Linked DNA regions of Canis lupus: all the other regions are linked to region 1. A link is a contact called in public Hi-C data. All regions are on one chromosome and are shown on one strand. The core of a region is the stretch at or near the end of the contact, and the rest is flanking DNA. Distances in the headings are between cores, read along the strand shown.

Region 1 (2,752 bases), core at 114-2,613:
CTGCCCTTTGCTTCTTTAGTTTCTTCCTGTTTCCCCACAGCCAGATGTTGCAGTGCCTCATTTTCCCTTGGCCACTAGGTGCAAATCCTCATTCCAAGGACTAGCATCTCAACCGGGGAGTCCCCCAGCCCTCATTTAGGATCCTCTCATGCTATCTCCGAGGACCTCTTTTTTCCAGACTTGGCTTGGGTTAGAGCCCGGACGTCTTCCCACCAAAGTCGCAGCCAGCCAAGGACTCAGGCTGCTCATCCCTCGTGCCACGCACACCTCAGCCCCGCACTTCCTCCACAGGCACCGATTGTCAGGGTGGGGCTGGGGAAGGACTGAAGCTGCTCACCCCACCCCACACCCCGCTTGAGGAGGGGAGCGTCCTCTTGCACAGGAGGCAGATTCAGTCCAGTGGCCTCAACTCTCGGCCACTACCCTGCTGTGATTTTGTGATCGCATTGGGAAGGGTGTTGCCACCGCCCCCCCACCCCGACAGGGTCTAACCTTAGCGTGTTCTCGGGGTGGGGGGACACGCTGCGGCCGGCTTCACCCCGAGTTTGCAACAGCAGAATCCGTCAGCAAGTCCTCCCCAGCCGGGTCTCGTGTCTGCGCCCGCGGCGCCCCAGGCCGCAGAGCGCGGACCGTGTGCGGTGCGGCCGGGCCGCAGGCGGGCAGGAGGCCTCTCCGTCGCCCCCAGGCCCCCCTCCCCAGAGCGAGCTCTCCCGTAGAGGTTCTGCTGACAGCCGGCGGGGGCGGGGGCGCTGCAGGAGGGCAGGTGGCGGCGGGCTGGGGCGCGGCGCGCTTAGAGCCCCACCCCCGGGAGCCGCGGCGGAGCCCCGGTCCCACAGCGCCGCCCAGCGGCCGGCAGAGCCCCGCGGCCCCGTGTCAGCCGCTCCTCGGAGCCGAGCCCCGAGCGCGGGGGCGCGATGGAGCCGCGGGAGCAAGCTTTCCCCCGGCTTGGTCCCGAAACCCTTCTGGGGGTTTCACACAGCGGCGCCGGCAGCCCCGAGGACCCTCCGGGGCCCCTCCGCGCCTGGGGCCTGCCCACTCCAGCCCGGCCGGAGGATGGCCCTGTCCGCCCCCCTTCCAGAGGGAATCCTTTGGTCTCCCCAAACTCTGGCTGCCCAGCGGGCCGGGAATGCGGCTACTGAATAGAACGTGACGCCAACAGGCGCCGCTGTTGCTCCTGAGGCCGCTCTTGGGCCAACTTGGTCTCCGCCCGATCCCGAGTCGGGAAGCGAGACGTCCTGCGGGCCGGCCCCTCCCGTGGATGCTCCTCTGCGCCTCGAGGCCGGTGGTGGCGCGGCGGGGACGGGAACAGCCCTGCCACATCAGTTTGGGCGCGGTTAAAGCGAGAAACCGCTCTGCAGGCAGCAGCAGTGCCAGAACAGCTTGCTCGGGGGGCCAGGAGTGGGTGCCCCGGCCTGTGCCCAGGTCACGTGCACCAGGGGGCCCAGCTGAGAGCTGCACACCGCCCCACCCCCGCTGGCTGGCGGCCCTGGCGAAACTCGGCGGGGTGAGGGCGGCGAACAGGCCTGCACCTCCTGAGCGCCTCTTCCCTCCACGCCGACAGGGGAGAATTATACTTGGTGCTCAGAAACCCCAAGTGTCCTGTTTTTGTTTCCAGACGTTTAAGAGAAGCAACCTGGTTTTTTTTTGTTTTTTTTTTTAAAGAGATTTAGCAAATTTAAGTGAATGAACTCCCTTTAACAACCAGGACAGCATACAGCATACCAGCCTTCCGTGGTTTTTTTTTGTTTTTTTGTTTTTTTTTTTAAGTATTGGGCCCAAACTCTCCAGGGCGCAGGACCCTGACTCTTGATCACGGAAGCTGTGACAGCGTGCAGGACAGCGATGCTGCATGTGCCGCATCAGCCACGAGAAGAGCATTCAGCTCCAATAGCAGGCGGGTGGTTTCAGCTTTGTTTCTACCTGAGCTTAACTCCTCCATCGCTCCCTTCTTGATGAGATGATCCACCTCTCCCATGCGGGGGTGGTGGGCTGTACCAGGGTCCTGGGCACACTGGAGGTGACAGAGTCTCCACCAAAGATCTCGGTCTGCTGCAAGTTACCCTGTGGGAGGGGACGCAGTTCTCTGCAGACAGGAGGAAGCCGGCGCTTAACCCCTTTTCCTGCACATGCCAAGGGGCGAGTCACCAGTCTGCTCTTGGGTTAAGTGGAGGTGCTGACCTGTACCTTGTTTACCTCATGTGTAGGGGGAAGGACAATGGAAAGTGGTTATTATACAAGTGGAGGGCACAAGACACCCCAAACGACACTAATAGGTTGGGACAGGTTGACAAGGAAATCATTTAGTAAACACATAGTCATTGTCAACAATCTGGAGGTGTGGGTGATTCAGAGGGGATCTGTAGTGTTCCTCTCAGGTCCTGAGGTGACTCGAAGTGATTTGTCATCCACAAAAGTCTCTTTGTTCAGCTACTGTTTGTGGGGCAGGCTTGCCTAAGTCTCAAGTTGTTTCCACTCCTATATGCCCTGCGAAACCAGCATGGAAAGCTGGCCACACTGGGTCTCCCTTGTAACCCGAAGAAGGGGCAGGCCCATGTGGACATTGCAGTGTCAGGCTGGACAACCTGAGGCGGGTGAGATGGGGGCAAGTGCTTTCAGGTAGAAGTGAGTGTCCTGGCTGCACTTTGGGGTATTCTAGGGAGGCCTACAGAGCTTTCCAGGGTCCTGTGTTCCCTGTACCCCATTTCCCCTGCCCCGTTGGAGGAAAAAGCTCATGATAAGGACCTGCTTCGAC
Region 2 (2,945 bases), core at 373-2,872, 270 kb before region 1:
CTATTGGTGCCTAGCAGAGTGCCTGGATTATGTGTTTGCTGAATGGATGAGTGTTAACATTTCATATTAAGTGATGCATTAGTATTTTCAAAGTGATTTATTTTCCATGCATTAGCTCATCCTTGCAACTACTCCTACGTTACCCCTGGAAGGTAGGCAAGACTGTTTTACAGATGAGGTCACATAGCTGTAGGTTGGCTTTCAGACTCTCAATCCGTTGGCATTCTTACATACCTGTCTTACTGAGACTGCCCTTGCTAAAATATTCTGTCAAAGCCCTAAGAGATCTATATGGATTCAGATAGACATTGGTGGTTTCTGAATTTTGATCCTAAATTTGAAATAGACATATTCTTCGTCTAGGTCTCTCACTAATGGTATGATTTTGTGCTGTTTGCTAATCACTGTGGGTGTGTAGGTTTTTATTACATTTTAACTTAAACATAATTTAGGGGCTAACCTAGTAAACTGGTGAATCCCCAAGTAGTTTGTAGCAACTATTTCCTGATATAGATTTGGGATGATATACTATTGTACCTAATACAGTTTTTGGTAATTTCAATTAACTAGATTGTAGCTTTATGGCCCTAGTTCTTCAAGAAACACATGTTCAAACATTCTCCTTGCTTAATGAGATCCTTGTTCCTGTTGAACTTCTACGACCTTATTGGAAATCAATGATTGCTTCTGATCTTCCAAATGTAATGTTGAAAAGACCTAGATGAAATCACTATACAAAATGCTTTGAGATTGCAGGATGTGGAGAGCGTGCTGTCATTAAAATGAATGATTCTGCTTGGAGGTAAACCATATTTTCAGTCTGTATGTGTATTGTGCATGAGGGAATTTCTCTGTGCAGAATCATTTTCTCCAAATAATTCGCACGCTCACAGCACTCCTGGAAGCAGGTGACACCTAACTCCTGGGCGGCAGCTCTGCTAAAGCGAGCTTTCCTTTCCTAGCAACTGTTGCTAAGAGGGGCGTGGCTTCGGAGTCCGGAGAGGACGCGTTAAGCCGCCCCCCCCGCCTTCGCGTAAACTACATTTCCCATGATGCACGAGGGTGGTCTCCGTAGTGACGCAGTAGGTGTCCACGGAGGGGGGAGGGGGGAGAGTGGAGGGGAGGCGGGGGCGGTGGCGGTGGCGGCGGCTGCGAGGAGGGGCAGCGCTCTCCCCGTGTCCCCGGCTTGCGCTCAGGCAGCTGCGGCCGCCGCCGCCATGTTGGCGTGAGAGGCGATGACAGGAGGCGGCTGCGGCGTTTGGGACTGAAAAGTGGAGGAGGAGGAGAGACAAAGCTCCGAGAGGAAACCATTCCTGGACTGAGGAGAGGGAGGACCCGGCCTCTTCCGGGGAGCGCCGAAGTCGGCGTCGGAGGGGAGGGGAAGGTGGCGACGGGGGGGAGGCGGAGGCCGGAGAGGAGCGCCGAGGAGCCGGAGGCGATGCGCCCCGAGCCCCGCTGCTGCCCCGAGGCGCCCGCGGCCTGAGCCCCGAGGGGCCGTGGGGTGTCCCGCGCGGCCCGAGCGCCCCGTGCCTCCCGCGTGCCGCCCCGGGCTTCCGCCTCGGCTCCCAACGAGTTAAATGCCCTTGAGCGCGGGTTTCCGCGGCCCGGCTCCCGGCTCCCGGCCCCGGCCCCGGCCCCGGCCCCGGCCAGCGCGAGTTGAGCTGTTTCCCCGGCGCGGCCGCCGCTCGCCGCTCGCGCGTCCATGTGTAGCCACATAGTTATCTGCGTGCATCCACGCCGGGGCATTTTCTTCCTGCTTAATGAGGACTTGACTGGGGAGCAAGTGTGAATCACTGCCGGGCTGGGAGAGGAGGAAGGCGGATTTAACCCCCTCCCACCCCGCTCCATGTCCGTGTGTCACTCGGCTGGGTCTACCTGGCGCGGCCGGTCCTGGGGCTGCTGCTGCTGCCGCCGCCGCCGCCGCTGCTGCTGCCACTGACGACGACGGGGCTGCCGCTGCCATCCCGGGAGTCCTCTCCGGCCCCCGCCCCGGCCCCGGCCCCGGCCCCGGCCAGCCAGCTCCGGGGGCTTGTTCCTCTTCGCTCGGAACCTCGGCCAGGCCGCCGCTTGGGCTCTGAAATCACTTATTATTATTATTTTTTTCTTTTTTGGAAAGCACATCAAGATCGTCAAGCTCGATTGCTGTAGCTTGAAGACTTCTGCTCTGTTTTTGTTTGTTGTTGTTTTTCCCGTGGTAAACATCTGGGTGTACATCAGACGGCAAGATGTCCAGTAATGTCCCGGCAGATATGGTAAGTGAAGGATAAGTTATGACACTCTGATTTAATTGTGGTTTCCAATCTTATTTAATCAGAAAGGATGCAGGCGTGGGGTGAAGAAGGTTTGCGGGGGGGGGGGGGGGACTGTTGAGAAGCCACGGTACTGGGAGATTTGGAGAAGTTGGAGGTTCTGGTTTCCCCCCCACCCCCGTCTTAGGAAGTACCGGTTTTAATATGGCCTTTCTCGTTCGGTGGTGTTTTCTAAATCACTAAAGAATGAAGAATTAGGGGAAATGTGGCAGTGCAGCTCGAAGTGGAGGAAACATCTCCCCCTTTGCCAGGAGCCTTTGAACATTTGTATCTTAAAGCTTCTGAAAACGTGAGTGACAGTGGGCAGAGCTGAGGACGGGCGTCCCTACTACACACACAGGTAGAGAAATCGGAGTCTCGTTCCTGGGCACTGACGAGACCATTAACGCAGCGGATACAAACTTGATATTTTGGAGGGAAGGGACGTGTCTGTCCTCAAGAAAAAGTCTACTAGAATTTGCTGTGAGCTTTTTGAAATGTCTGGGTGGGCGACTATGGCAACTGAAATATTAAGGTTTTTTGGAATTTTCACAAATCCAGACTGATCGTCGTATATGGGGTGCTACTTCTGAATTGCCAGGACTTTTAGTACCAGATATTTAATAGTATTGCATCATTGGCCCTTTAAAAGCTAAT
Region 3 (2,883 bases), core at 4-2,503, 480 kb before region 1:
GAGGCCTCTTCCCTTGGCTTGTAGGTAGTGGCCTTCTCACTGCGTGCTTACTGGGCCCTTCCCACTGTGCCTGCTCATAACCTGTGTCTAAATTTCCTCTTCCTATAAGGACACCGCCTTAAAGAGGACTGGATTAGGACCTGTGGGAATACCTCCCTTTAGCTTAATTGCCTCATCTCCTAGTATGGTTGCATTCTGAGGTACTGGGGGAACCACTTATTTGAACAGGGGTCACAATTCAACCCTTAACAGGGCTCAAAGAAGTTTTAGCTGTACGATGTCCCACCCTGGAAAATGCACACAGCTAATCCAAGGTGAAAATCAGTCAGCTTTTTATGTTTGCACATAAGCTTCTTTCCCAAACACAGCCGTGAGAAAACGGCCCAAACACTCTTGTACGCTGCCTATTCATTGTTTTTAAGAGTCATGAGTCTTTGGTTTGGCTCAAGGAAAATCATGTGTGAAATCCAATAAATGGGAAGTCTTTATTGCTCAACCACTTTTGAAAAATGTCTATCACAAAGGGCAAATTTTTTTCCCCCATCAGGTCTCATGATTTTCTACGAAACCAGTTCTTTATGAGCAAGGTTTTTTGTTTTTTGTTTTTTTTGTTTTTCCCCCAAGAAGTGGGCTGGAGGGTGTAGTACCCGTCGGGGGACGCTAGATGGCGCCCCGGGCAGAGGCAGCAGGAGACCAAATGTCTGCAGGCACCGCCAAGGCTCCTGACTTGGTTTGAATGAAGAAGGCTTTCAGTCATTCTTGAAGTTGGCTTGCTTCAGTCAGGATGAAACTGACTGCTCTGGCTCTAGTGGAAAAGTCTGGCTCTTTTTGTTTTGTTTTGTTGTTTTGTTTTTGGCAATAATGAGCTGTGTGTAATCTAGGGATCGTATTTACTGACGCTGACATGGTCATTGAAAATATTGGGGGCTCCGTGGTGGATCAGAAGTGTGAAGCATCTCCAGGGGCTGTTCCGTTGGGTCTGCCCCCACGGCCTCTAGCCTCCCTGTTTCCTAGGTGCAGCCCCGGCCTCTGGATCTCCCATCCCTGCTGAATAAGACGGGCTTGTCTGCAAGCAGAGGACTGAATTCATTGAGTTTTACAGCAGATGTCAGAAAAAGAGGAGGCATCCATAGGGAAGGAGATGAAACGGAGTGTGTGTCACGCCGGCTTCTCCAGGCCGCGGGCCGCCGAGCTAGCAGTGCCAGTGTGGGAGCCGGGCAGTAGCAGGATATTGCTACAGAAATGATTGCCCAGATGCTCACTGGTTTGCTCTCCCAGGCTGTTGACGGGTGAGTGGCTCTGGATTCCAGCCCTAGCTCCTCAGGTCTTGGTGGGTGATGGCAGGGGCAGGACAGTAGGTGGCTTGTGCAGTACTTGAACATTGTCTCCTGGGCTGCCTGAGTCTGCTGGGGCCGAAGTCTGGTCGGTGCTTGCTTTGCCACACCAACTGCTCTGCGTTCCTATGTTCACTGGGAAAAGCTGGATCTCCAGGCACTTCCAATCCTGACTCTTTTTTTTTTTTTTTTTACCATCTGTACTGGGGGATCTCCCAGTGCTCCCCAACTTCCTTTGCATTCTCAACCCTTCTCAGCTCTGCTCAGGACCCGGGAGGTTGTGTTCTGTGCACTGTGTCCAGCCCCATCCTCTCAGCTCTCCTGCCCTCTTGCTTCCAGCTGTGCTTGGCCACTGGCTGGAGGAGAGAAAAGTCAGTGTGGTTGTTCCTCTGCTTCTTTCCGGCTGGCAGTGGTAGGGCCAGTGGGGACCCCAGCTCTTGGGGGGTGGGACTAGATTGGACTCAAACTGTCCACCTCATCAGAAAGCAGGCTGGAAGGTTCTGGAGCTCAGAGTCAGGACACAGGTCAGATGGAGTGGGTGGACAGAGGGCAGGGCTGGATGGCCGTTATTCCTGCATGTGGCTTGGAAAAGCTATCGAGGCAATAGCTTCTTTGTGGATTTTCGGAAAGGGGAGCAGATGACTTTGCAGAAGAAACTTGTGTTGATATTAACCCAGTGCTTTTTAAACTAAATCTCCTGGGATAAGGGGCACCTGGGTGGCTCAGTGGTTAAGTGTCTGCCTTTGGCCCAGGGCGTGATCCTGGAGTCCTGGGATCAAGTCCCACGTCGGGCTCCCTGTGTGGAGCCTGCTTCTCCCTCTGCCTCTGTCTCTGCTTCTCTGTGTCTCTTATGAATAAATAAATAAAACCTTTAGAAAAAAAAACAAAAACAAATAAATCTCCTGGGATAAGACCAGACAACTCAGTACCACTGTGCCTAGAATTTCTGAGGCCACCAGGGTGTTACAAGGATCGAACCCTCACCTGCTCGTTTTTGGGTAGAGTAAATGATTTGACTTCTTTGTCCTTTTTCTCCATTGGCTCAATTTCCTGTCCCTAAACTTGTTTGTTTCCTCTTCCCACACCCTCTCTAATTTTCCTGTGCCTTCCCAAAATTTAAATTCTTCACACGAGAGGGATTATTTCATGGTAAATTCTTTCATTCTTAAATTCTTTTGACACAAATGCACATAGATTATGTTGCGGTTTTTCTTTGTTTTGTACTAGCATTTTGTTACAAAAGCATCTGTGACTGGGTGTATGCTCTGACCTCCCAGGCCTTTTTATGTTTAACCAGTTATTGTGTGTCTTTAGCCTTTTCCAGGGTTCCCCAAAGGGCCACCTCTCCCTGTCTTTATTGAATGTCATCTTGATTTGGACAAGTCTTTTTTTCTGAACTCAGAAAGTCTTTGACGTCTCAGCCACTGTGCTGAGCAGGTAATGACTATCTCTCTCCGCCTGAGGTTCCCTGCAGTGGGATGGTGTCCAATTCCATTACTTCAGTTGTGGGTAGAAACACAAGTAGCTCATGCTTCAGCCCTGATCCCTC

The links. Hi-C and Micro-C count contacts between places; a contact is called where the count stands out from the background.
Region 2: a Hi-C map of amygdala shows a contact between it and region 1, with 4 times the contacts expected there. The contact joins the promoter of UBL3 here to the enhancer-like site in region 1. A contact is called at or near these places in 2 of 9 Hi-C or Micro-C datasets (amygdala and skin fibroblasts).
Region 3: a contact with region 1 is called in a Hi-C map of blood, with 2.9 times the contacts expected there. The contact joins two enhancer-like sites. A contact is called at or near these places in 3 of 9 Hi-C or Micro-C datasets (amygdala, blood and skin fibroblasts).

The regions. Positions count from the first base shown.
Region 1 is chr25:10,420,923-10,423,674 of UU_Cfam_GSD_1.0, forward strand. No RefSeq gene overlaps it. Among named protein-coding and RNA genes, the nearest start is that of SLC7A1, 72 kb to the left of the region's middle. Within about 2 kb of position 1,364, at least 9 of the 20 cell types and tissues checked have an H3K27ac peak or open chromatin away from gene starts, as enhancers often do. A contact at or near this core is called in blood, where this site is marked.
Region 2 is chr25:10,155,468-10,158,412 of UU_Cfam_GSD_1.0, forward strand. It overlaps UBL3 (ubiquitin-like protein 3), which reads left to right and starts at 1,623. Exons shown (of 5, transcript XM_038573357.1): 1 at 1,623-2,252. The coding sequence starts at 2,226.
Region 3 is chr25:9,944,393-9,947,275 of UU_Cfam_GSD_1.0, forward strand. No RefSeq gene overlaps it. Among named protein-coding and RNA genes, the nearest start is that of MIR8825, 95 kb to the left of the region's middle. Within about 2 kb of position 1,254, at least 2 of the 20 cell types and tissues checked have an H3K27ac peak or open chromatin away from gene starts, as enhancers often do. A contact at or near this core is called in blood, where this site is marked.